3 separate regions of the Mus musculus genome follow, and regions 1 and 3 are each linked to region 2. The links are chromatin contacts, called in public Micro-C and capture Hi-C maps. All regions are on one chromosome and are shown on one strand. Each heading gives the region's core, a stretch centred on a gene start, on an enhancer-like site or on the middle of the called end of the contact. The rest is flanking DNA. Distances are from core to core; before and after follow the strand shown.

The links. A called contact is a pair of places that touch in the nucleus more often than the background predicts. Capture Hi-C pulls out chosen DNA fragments and counts their contacts.
Region 1: a contact with region 2 is called in a capture Hi-C map of embryonic stem cells, with 3 times the contacts expected there. The contact joins two enhancer-like sites. A contact is called at or near these places in 2 of 15 datasets of contacts at CTCF or cohesin (the NIH/3T3 cell line and pro-B cells), 2 of 484 Hi-C or Micro-C datasets (bone marrow-derived macrophages and forebrain), 7 of 115 datasets of contacts at active chromatin or transcription factors (bone marrow-derived macrophages, embryonic basal ganglia, embryonic forebrain and 4 more) and 1 of 9 other capture datasets (embryonic stem cells).
Region 3: a contact with region 2 is called in a Micro-C map of embryonic stem cells, with 2.8 times the contacts expected there. The contact joins two enhancer-like sites. A contact is called at or near these places in 2 of 484 Hi-C or Micro-C datasets (both in embryonic stem cells), 2 of 115 datasets of contacts at active chromatin or transcription factors (embryonic basal ganglia and trophoblast stem cells) and 1 of 9 other capture datasets (embryonic stem cells).

What each region holds. Positions count from the first base shown.
Region 1 is chr10:85,033,711-85,037,466 of GRCm38.p6, forward strand. No RefSeq gene overlaps it. Among named protein-coding and RNA genes, the nearest start is that of Gm34633, 32 kb to the left of the region's middle. Within about 2 kb of position 1,876, at least 14 of the 459 cell types and tissues checked have an H3K27ac peak or open chromatin away from gene starts, as enhancers often do. A contact at or near this core is called in embryonic stem cells, where this site is marked.
Region 2 is chr10:84,684,753-84,688,054 of GRCm38.p6, forward strand. All of the region lies in intron 19 of Polr3b (polymerase (RNA) III (DNA directed) polypeptide B), which reads left to right. Among named protein-coding and RNA genes, the nearest start is that of Gm17249, 64 kb to the left of the region's middle. Within about 2 kb of position 1,664, at least 69 of the 459 cell types and tissues checked have an H3K27ac peak or open chromatin away from gene starts, as enhancers often do. A contact at or near this core is called in embryonic stem cells, where this site is marked.
Region 3 is chr10:84,985,979-84,989,256 of GRCm38.p6, forward strand. All of the region lies in intron 7 of Ric8b (RIC8 guanine nucleotide exchange factor B), which reads left to right. Gm34633 (a long non-coding RNA gene) reads right to left here. Exons shown (of 3, transcript XR_003948930.1): 2 at 1,738-1,828. Among named protein-coding and RNA genes, the nearest start is that of Gm34633, 16 kb to the right of the region's middle. Within about 2 kb of position 2,008, at least 15 of the 459 cell types and tissues checked have an H3K27ac peak or open chromatin away from gene starts, as enhancers often do. A contact at or near this core is called in embryonic stem cells, where this site is marked.

The DNA.
Region 1 (3,756 bases), core at 626-3,125, 350 kb after region 2:
ATGCTGCACCTGACTTTCTGCGGGTCTGGCAAGCTCTTTACCAGCTAAACTGTCTCCCCAGTCTACAGGTAAGAAGGGAAGTTCTCTAGCACATGCCTATAAGAAACCTTCTAATCTTCGTTTTGAGATACCCGTCTCCACCGCTCTGCAGTGCATATGTTCTGTCTGTGTTTTTACTGTGTTCTCTTGAACTCGGTCTAGAGACTTTTTTTGCACACACCAGCAATAGCTGATCTGCACATATAGTTGGTTTTTTTAAAAATTTCTTAATTTATACACAGTACAAAAACATGCGATGGCTAATGAGAGTCCAAATTCAAATTTTAAAATGATTTTCTATCACCCCCAAAAGCGCTATTGAACAGTGTCATTCTCAACTTTCTGTCAGACAGCAATGTGCAAAAGGCAAGAAAAACTAAAATTGAAATTCCAATGCTTCCCTTCACCCGTCCCACCCCCACCCCACAACCAGGTCATCCTGCATGCTCAGGGGTGTGCTCCCAGTCACTGCTGTTTGTTTGTTTTTTGAGACATAGCCTCATTTCGTAGCCCTGGCTGTCCTGGAACTCACTCTGTAGCCCAGGCTGGCCTCCTGAGAGATCCGCCTGCCTCTGCGGCCCGAGCGCTGGGATAAAAGGTGTGGCCAGTATGCCTGGCTCCCACTCACTACTGCGTCAGGTGTTTGGTGCTGTGAAAGTAACAGGGAAAAGTAATGATGAAAGCAGCGTTAAAAGAAACAGGGAGACCGGCTAGGTAGGCAGGACTTAGGCACAGGTGACCTTTAGTGACCTTCAGCATTTGACTGGTGACACTTAAAGAGCATTACATGGTGGCCAGAGACTTGACCCACAACTTACATGTGCACGCACACAACACATACACGGGGGTGGGGTGGGTGGGGGGGGAGCAGGGAAAGAGATTCAGAGTCAGAGACAGACAGAGACAGAGGCAGAGAAAGCCTTAGGCCAAAGAGACGCCCTCTTCCCCAAGGAGTGTTACAGAAGAGCTCTTTTGTGACAGAAGTTCTCAGATGACCCTTGATGGAGCAGTCCCCACACCTTTACTCCTTCTGGATAGGGTTTTATACACATTTTGGGGTGGCTTGGCGTCTGACAGCAGATGCTTTCTCTTGGCTTGGTCTGAGAAGTTGGGGATGCCTCATTTTCATGTGAAGGGGGTTGGGGTGTTGCACCTATTTGACCAATCTCATGACCCTCTCCATGGGGTGCTGTGGTCACGTGACAGGGGCTGGTTGGGAACAAATGAAGCCCCTAATATCTTCTGGTATGAGGAGCTGGGGCTTCCAAACCCATTCAACCTTACCAAGTCTCCTGGCACGTTCCACTGCCCCACAAGCAGGCTCAGTATTCAAGCCCAGATCTCACGCAGAAACTTCAATTAAGTAAGTTTACTCCAGGCCCTAAAAGTTCCTGAAGTCTCCACTCACACTGCCCACACACAACACGATCACCCATTAGAGAAGAGGTGTTTTGTCAGCGTTTGCTTGATCCCCAGAGTCAATTCTTAGGAAAGACCCAGCAATGGTTTGCAGTAGACACGCTCCTCCTCAGGCCCCGCCCACGCCTCAGAGACCCCCCTCCCCCACCTTCTGCCAGAGATTTTTGACCCAGGCAGCTGCACAGGATGAAAGGGAAATCCAGGTTCCTCCAATCAAAGCACGAACTTGGGGAGCTCCTGGCTGGTTGTCACTGCAGGGTGACAGGGAGGGGGGAGCACCTGCTACTGAGCTTTTTAAACTACAACTTGTCTCTGTGGTTTGTCCACAAAGCCTGCCAACTTCTGGGCAAGCTCTTTCCTTTGGAGGAACCGCGACAGCAAGCAGAGATGTGGGGGAGGCCTGCAGACCAGAGGATGGAAGCTGGGGAGTGGGTGGGGCCTGTGAGTGGAGCAGACCTGTCCTTTTCAGATGAGGGCAAGGTCTGTTCTTGAAGGATTGTGGGAGGGGATGACTGGGAGGTTGGCAGTGAGCAGGATGTAAAGTGATTAAGTTAAAAAAAAAAATTAAATGAATTTTTAAAAAAAATGGTGACACACACCTTTAGTCTCAGCTCTTGGGAGGCAGAGGCAGGCAGATTTCTGAGTTCGAGGACAGCCTGGTCTACAAAATGAGTTCCAGGACAGCCAAGGCTACACAGAAAAACCCTGTCTCGTAATACCAAGACCAAGACCAAGACCAAGACCAAGACCAAGACCAAGACCAAGACCAAGACCAAGACCAAAACCAAAACCAAAACCAAACCAAACCAAAAAATGGACTGCTCACCATCCCATTCATTCTCCCAATTTTGTTCCTGCGTGTTCATGGCCTCTCTCTCTCTCTCTCTCTCTCTCTCTCTCTCTCTGTATGTCTCTCCCCCTTTCTGTCCTCTGTCCCTCACTTCTCTGCCCTCATGGCTCTGTTTCTGTCTGTCCACCTCTACCCCTTCTCCAGGTCCTCACTCCCCTCCTTCCCCCAAATAAACCATACCAGATCTGTTGCAGGACATGATTCTCAGGGGACATGTTGGCATTGGCCGACCAGGTAACCTCTCAACACGTTGTATTTCATTATAAGCAACACACACACACACACACACACACACACACACACACACGAACCTCGAGGTTTTCTTTTTATAAGAGCACTGAGTCTGTAAGGCAGTCTTCATGTAGTCACTTCCCCAGTGTCTCTGGACTTCACACCATCACTGTGAGCCGTGCATTTCATCACATGACTTCAAGAGGGATACCAGCATTTAAATTATGGTAAGATCATTAAAAAATTATGATGCCAAATAAAGACATAAAATAATTATGAGACATCTGCTGGATATATCAAGTGGTTAATAATAAATAAAGGGTGTTTTCTGAACCCTATAATCTTTGTGATGCTAAATGGGGGAAAAAACCTTAAATTTTTTTTGAAAGGTCACTTTCAAGTCTTACCTTGAGGTCATATTCTAGACACTCCTGTAAGAGATTATTGAGATGGAGTTAATTGAGGTAGGAGACCTGCCTGTGGGTGGCACCATTCCAGGGGCTTAGGTCCTGCTCTGAATTAAGAGAAAGCAGGCTGGAGAGATGGCTCAGTGGTCTATTCTTGCAGAAAATGGAAGTCCAGTTCACAGCTTGCTTCTGTGCCAGGTAGCTTACCACCACCTGTAACTCCAGCCTCAGGGGCTTCCAATGCCTCCAGCCTCTGTGGCCGCCTGGACTTGCATGAAAACGTCCACACGTGGATCCCTACGTGCGTGCACACACATGGACACGCACACAAACACACAAATAGTTTCTCTCAGCATTTTGGCTCTCTGTATCTGTTATGGAATTTAATGCAGGGGTGGATACCTGGCAGCCCCATACCAAGGTGTCCCATGAGAAATAACGCCATGCAGCAGCTCTGGTGTAAAGGGGGTTTGTCTGAAGGGAGGGAGAGGCATGAGGGCCTGGAAAGGGAAAAGAGACAGACAGACAGACAGACAGGCAGGCAGACAGACAGACAGACAGGCAGGCAGGCAGGAGCAGAGCCATGATAGCAAAAAAAAAGTTAGAGAAAGACAGAAAGGGGGAAAGAGAGACCTGTCAGAAACATGAGGGAACAGAGAGAACCAGGTGGCGATGGTGAGCAGGTAATGGCAGTAGATGCCATTGCTAGGTTCCTGGGAGGAGTCTAGAGAAACGCCAGTAAGCTAGCAATATCCTACCAGAATCCTCCCACGAAATTCTGTTACATTTAAGGGCTGCTCTGGCCTACAG
Region 2 (3,302 bases), core at 414-2,913:
AAACCCATTTCTTTCCCCTTCTGGTTTATCCATACATCATGTATCTGAGCATCATATATCCACTGAGCAAGACCTGGCAGTCAGATGTCGGGGAAGGAGCCTGAAAACAGACAGGGTCAGACAGAGCTTTCTGCTTACAGGGTATCAGTGCAGCGGGAGAGTCTGCCAGATTACACGAGTAGCTGGGATCTGGGAATTAAGGGAGAGAGAGAGTGTTGGTGTAGGTGGAACTGCACCAAGTCTCAAAAGGGAAGCAGCTTTCAAAGAGGAAACAGGAGCTAGCATCTCACGGGACTCTTGATGCTTGGTGTATCTCTGTGGTAAGAAGATGTAGCGATGTGGTAGAGAATATGTGCTACATGGAGGCAGGTGCAATGCATGAAGCCGAGTCAAAGATCCACCCCATAGACAAGTTTGACTTACAGACTTGTTGAAAATGTTGTTCAGATCCTAGTGAACTTAATGAATCGTCATTCCCAATAAGAGTGTCATTTCTAATCTCAAGGGCTACAGGAGCTGCACTTTCAAGCATTGTGAACCAACAGTAGAGGGGAAGGGTCTGCATTGCCACGTTCAGCCTCTGTCCCTCTTCCCACTGCAGCTGGCCATTAAGAAATCCTGCTACCTCGCTACAGGCAGGAAGTACAGATATTTCTTCCTGAGCTTCATGTGCCCTTTGGCTGGCTATGGAGAGACAGAAAACATTTTATCCTGCCACCGTTTACCTGAGTGGTGTAAGGCCTGGACAGTTGGGAGTAATTCCCAGTAGGAAAGCTGAGCAGTGGCTCATCAGTTTGGCTTGCTATTCATCCTCGGCAGTGTGGGCCGGGGTCCTGCCTGTGCTCCTGACTTGCTAACAAGTTGAAATATACAGTACTGCACCCTATGTGCCATGAAAGGGCTATCACTTCTTTTGGGTTTACCAAACCATTTTGTTTGATGATGTGAATCCCCACTGAAACAATGCACCTTTTGTGTGCAGCCTTCGGCAGAATTAACAAGGCCAATCACTGTATGACTAATGCCACTCATTTTGTTTGAAAATGCAAACAGAAGCACTGGCCATCCTCAGCGTGTGAAACTGCTTTAAAAATAAACGATAGAGTTAAAAGAAGAAAAAATATTTTTATCACAACCCTTCCCACCCCAAAAAATAAAAACCCAACCTTTATTTTATGGCCCCACACGTCTGAAGCCAGTTGGGTTAGCTACCACACACAGTTAAGCAGGATCAGTGTGCACAGAAAGCCAATTCAGTGTCTGTAGAGTTCTTTTGTAGTCTTCTGTGTGAAGGTTTTTTTCCTCGTTTTGTTGTGAGTGTCATTTGCAATTCATTGTCTGTGTTTTCTGAGGTTGGTGTATTCAGCTGCTCTGACCCTGGGTCCTGCACATTTAGCTCCTTGGATACAATCCTCTGACGTTACTGCTGACGCTTGCAAGACAAAAGCCACTGAATATCTTAAGTCATTAAAAAAAAAAAAGCCTTTGTTACTGTTTGTTATTATAAAGCACACCTGACTAGGAAGGAAATCGTAGAGAAGTCATTTAAAGTTGGCACATGCGTGGGCGCACTTCCCTTTGGACACTAAAATAGCTGCAGGAGTACCGTGTAAGATCTGTGTGAAAGACAGGAAAAAGGCCAGGGATAGAGCCAGAGCAGAGACCCAGGTCTGAGGCAAGCCCCGCCCTTTGAGCAGGACTGCACTAGATCCTTTGAGCTCCCTGAGTCCCGACAGCGGGGAACTAAAGGCACTTTAAAGAGGATACATTGCTGAGACTCTTAATCTCAGAGTCTGTGTGGATTTTCCAGTCATGGTTTACTTGTTCGTCTGTTAGTCTGTGCAGAAAGTGAAGGAAGCGGAGGTAAATATTCCAGCCAACCTAGAAGAGGTGCTGTGTCTAACCTCTTTCCCCTTTGATACCAACCCCTTCCTAGTCTCCATCAGAGTGAAACAGCTCTTTTTCTGTTGCCACAAAGAGCTTCACTAAGACCAGTGTGGACCACAGGACCTCAAAGCCTCGCCTCACACATCAGACTAATCCAGCAAGCTGCCTGCAAAGGTGCTTCTTAAATCACAGACACTTTACGAATATAGTTATGAATAAAAGTTCAAGTCCCCCTCAGCACCTCTCACTTCTGCATGTGCTGTAGATGTGGTGACATGGCTCAGAATAGTAAGTCAGATAGACAGCTGGCACCGGTCAGTCTCCAGGCCATGAGCACTGGCTGTGTGCTGGGGCTGCACTGTGAGCTGGCAAGGCTGAGCTCAGAGTCTCCCTCGCATCCTGTCTGTTTTACTAGCTGGCCATCCTCTAGAGGAACACTTTCTCTTCTTTAAAGGATCACTCAGTTGCTATCAGCAAGTTAATGAATATGCATCACGGACCTCCTCCAGCCCTCCCCGCTTCAGCCCCAAATTGCTGAGATTTGAAAAAGAAAACATCTTAGGAGCTGGGACAGCTTCTGGCTTTGTCTTCACAGAGTCTGTTTCTAAGCAGACCATTTCTTCCTGTGTTTAAACTGGAGTAGGATGTCCTGGAATTGAGATGTTTAAAGCACATAGTGTTCAAGAATCCCCATAAAGTTTTGTTAAGTCCAGGCCTCTACCCCACTGTTTTGCAGATCTATTCTTTATTTGTTTAGGAATTTTAAAAAATGGGGGGGAAAGACTTAGCCAATTCTTGATGAGAACTGTTTTTTTTTTTTTAAAGATTTATTTATTTATTATATGTAAGTACACTGTAGTTGTCTTCAGATACACCGGAAGAGGGCACCAGATCTCATTACAGGTGGTTGTGAGCCACCATGTGGTTGCTGGGATTTGAACTTCGGACCTTCGGAAGAGCAGTCGGGTGCCCTTACCCACTGAGCCATCTCACCAGCCCCGATGAGAACTGTTTTTAATCTATTGCTTTGTGTTTGTTTGTTTGTTTGTTTGAATTACTCTAGCTGTTGTAGGCGTGTCCCTGTGGTAGTTCCTGAGATTGAAATACTTCAGTCTTATCTGAGGTCTCCCTGAGCTCAAAGCCCGCTTTGCTAGTCACTCAGGTGGATGAAGTTGCTATACATGCAGCTGCTGCGGGCTACAGCCCGAGTGGCTTAGGTGTACTGCATGGTGACACTGCCTGAGTCACATGCCTGCCTGCCTGCCTGCAGTGCCACTTTCTGAGTACCTGCAGAGGAAGGGGTGTTGCTGGGCATTAGCCCCCAGGGCTTCATTTCCTGCTATCCTGCTCTACTGCTGACCTGTTCCCCCACCTCCCAAGTTTTACACGCATGCATGTGTTTCTTTAAGCATGAT
Region 3 (3,278 bases), core at 758-3,257, 300 kb after region 2:
CCAAGGAAGCGCATCGTTTTGCCTGCTAACATTTCAGTACAATTCTTCTTACAATAATATACTCTCTTCCAGCTCCTTAAAAATAGTCTACATAGTTTAGCCAAAAGAAAGTGATCTGTGAAACATTTCACGCCTTCCGTATGTGGCAGCCGCATACGGAAGTGGTAGGGTGAGTTACAATCAGTTCAGCTTGAGCTGCCTTGTCCAGCAGCGCCCCCTGCAGCCCTGTGCCACCTGCAGCCCTGTGCCCCCTGCAGCTCTGTGCCCCCTGCAGCTCTGTGCCCCCTGCAGCTCTGTGCCCCCTGCAGCTCTGTGCCCCCTGCAGCCCTGTGCCACCTGCAGCTCTGTGCCACCTGCGTGTGCCTCCCTCCAGCTCAGGCTGCGGGCGGGCCTTTGGCCTCTCTCTAGCTTGCTGCTAAGCTGCTTCTTTGCCGTTCATGTTTTTCTTCCTGTCTTCCTAGAAGCCTTCCTCTGTGAGTTGGTCCTCTCTGTGCTTGGGTTTAATTTTTTTTTAAGCTTTTGCATCTTGGAATCTTGAAATACTGATGATATTGCATGCGCTTCTCAATATGTCTGTGCCAGGCCAGGCCTGGACGGCCTTTGACAGCCGTTCTTTTCAGTCTCCTTTGCTGACACTCATTCCGGTCCCACATTGAATTCCATAGTCACCCTCTGAACACCACTGTCTCACTCCTGGCTTCTGCCTCAGGATGAACCTGGCATGCTTCGCCTGTGGACCGCACATCTGCACCTGAGTTTCTCAGGGCTGCCTCCCTCTTCTGTCTGACGTGGAATGCATTTTCTCCAGGGCCCATGTTCCTCAGCCTTTCTGTGTCCTTTGCTCACACCCTCTGTGAAGGGACGTCATCTACAGTTACCCCGCCTACCTTCTGTACATGTAAAACCAATTACACCTTACAGATTTTACTTCCTAGATACCATTTTTAATTTTTTTCTTCCATTTTGTTCCCACACCACTTCATGTTATATGCCTTTAAAATCATTTTCTTAAAATACTAATATAGTCAGACCTCCTGTTTCTAATCAGATTATTTTGGTCTGTCTGCCAGGTGGCTACTAGGGTTTGTTATAAAATGTGGACAGAATGTTGCCATTGCCCCTGTGTGAGCTCGCAGGGCTTCCTCATGCTTGCCTGGGGAAGCCCACATTCTACTCCCGCCCCTTGCCTCGTAGAGTTGTACTGTGTCAGTGTACCCCGTCTGCTTCTAACTTGATGCTTTAGCGCTACCTGGGCTGCCCTTCCCCATGGCCTCAGAACACTAAGTTTTGTCTTCGAAGAGCACCGTGGACTCATCTGTGAAGAACACTCTGGCTGTTGCGGCAAAGTTGATTTTCTTCGTCCTGCCGTTTTGACTCATCTGTGTTGTTTCAAGCTTCCCCATTGGCTGTGCTGTAACGATGTAGAGCTTGCATCCCCAACATCCAGCTTCTTCACACTGGAGATCTTGTATCTTACAGGCAGTTATGCTCCCACAAATGTTACTTAAAAGAGCAAACTGCTCCCTGGGAGTTCAGTCACGTGGGCAGTTAGCATGTGTCTCCCCACAGTGGGAATAAGTTCTTAAAGCAGGGTTGTGCTTGCTACAGTGGCAACCGGGAGGGACACTTTTAAGTGGAAGTAGTTACAGAAACAAACAATTCAGGATCTGAGAAGTGGATACGATAGAACATAACTTTAGAAAGAATGGGCTGCAAGACAGGAGCCGTTCAACCTACTGGTGTTCCAGCCTTTAGGGGGAGCAGGGGAGGCGTCCTCCAGGAAGGTAACATAGTTAGCTTCGTACTGAACAAAAGATGTCTTGTGCACCTGGAGAGAAGCAGAAATGGGAAGATACAGGTCTAAAAAACAGTACTAGTTAGAGGAGCTGCTGGATCTAGAGGACGTAGAGTTTAACTGGATGGAAAGGTTCCTACTGAGGAGGGAGGAGAATGGTCTCTGGGTGTGCCTTCCTCTCAGTAAAGGAATGGAAGCCCTGCTTTGTGGTAAAACAATAGAACTAATGTCTGTGTAGGCTTTCAACACTGCCTGCCAGTGTGTGTCTCACCAGCACCCACTGTGTGGCTACATTCTCTCTCTAGTATCTAGTATCCTTATAATGTCAGCTTTCAGGGAGTCATCTGATTTCAGCAGCATCTTCAGGTAATAACTGACAGTTACCATGACAGAACAGGCATCCTTGTGTGAGCCCATGAGTGCACATACGTAGCACCATCAGAAGATCTTTCCTTTTTTGGTTAGCCAGGTTCAGTCAGTTTCCTTTCTTCCCTACACAGTGTCCAGCAGGGTTTCAGTGGGCTATTTAGCAGCACACTGGAAGGGAAGCGAACGCTTCTCCCGCACTCCTCTCTGCTAGGAGTTTATATTCCACTTAACTCCCGTCTCTGCTTCCCAATATCTTGTTGTTTAAAATTTTAACAAAATTTTATTTGACTTTATTTTTGGAGCATTAATATGCCTTAAATCATCTCTGTAACCCATTTATCTCAGAATTGACATATGTTCCAGTAAAAGAGCAGTAAATATTCTTTCATTAAAATCTCAGGGGTCATTATTAGCTAGGCATTAGTGTTCTGAGGGCTTAGATTTGTGGTCCTTGATCATGAGTGGATTTGTATCTGACCATTGCAATCATGTCTTAAGGATACATATATACTCTAGACATTTGTTCCCTTAATTCATTATGCATTTCCTAACTTACTTGAATCTCTGCATCTTAAGGCACTGGCAGCAAGAGACAGCGTATCAGATTTATTAAGGTTCAGATTACTACCCCTCATTAAATGCTTGCATAGTGTTTGCTGGTAGCACTGAGGAGTGCAGTTACTGATAGGTTTTAAGGTTAGAATGACGAGTGTAAGCTGAGTGTGGAGGACCTGCCTGTGACCTCAGCATTCCGGAGACCTAGGAAGGAGGAAGTGAGGCCCAGGCCAGCTTGGGATACAGAGTATAACTCTCGTTTAATATCTTTGTCTTATTAGCCCATGTCTCATTTTATACAAATGGAACCAGTTTTAATATTCCTTGAGAGGAGGGATAGTTTCATGTGTCCGTGGAGTGGCTATTTTCTCTATCAAAGGGGTGCTCTCCAGTTAAACACTCAAAACTTAACAGCTTTATTCATGTTTCCCAGGCTCTTTATAGTTACATACTCTGACTAGACTATCTCCTATCTCTTTCTCTATTTTAGCCCTTTATAATAAAAAGTTAATTTTAGTTTTTTAAAATTTATACATGAATATTATTTCCAACCCGCACC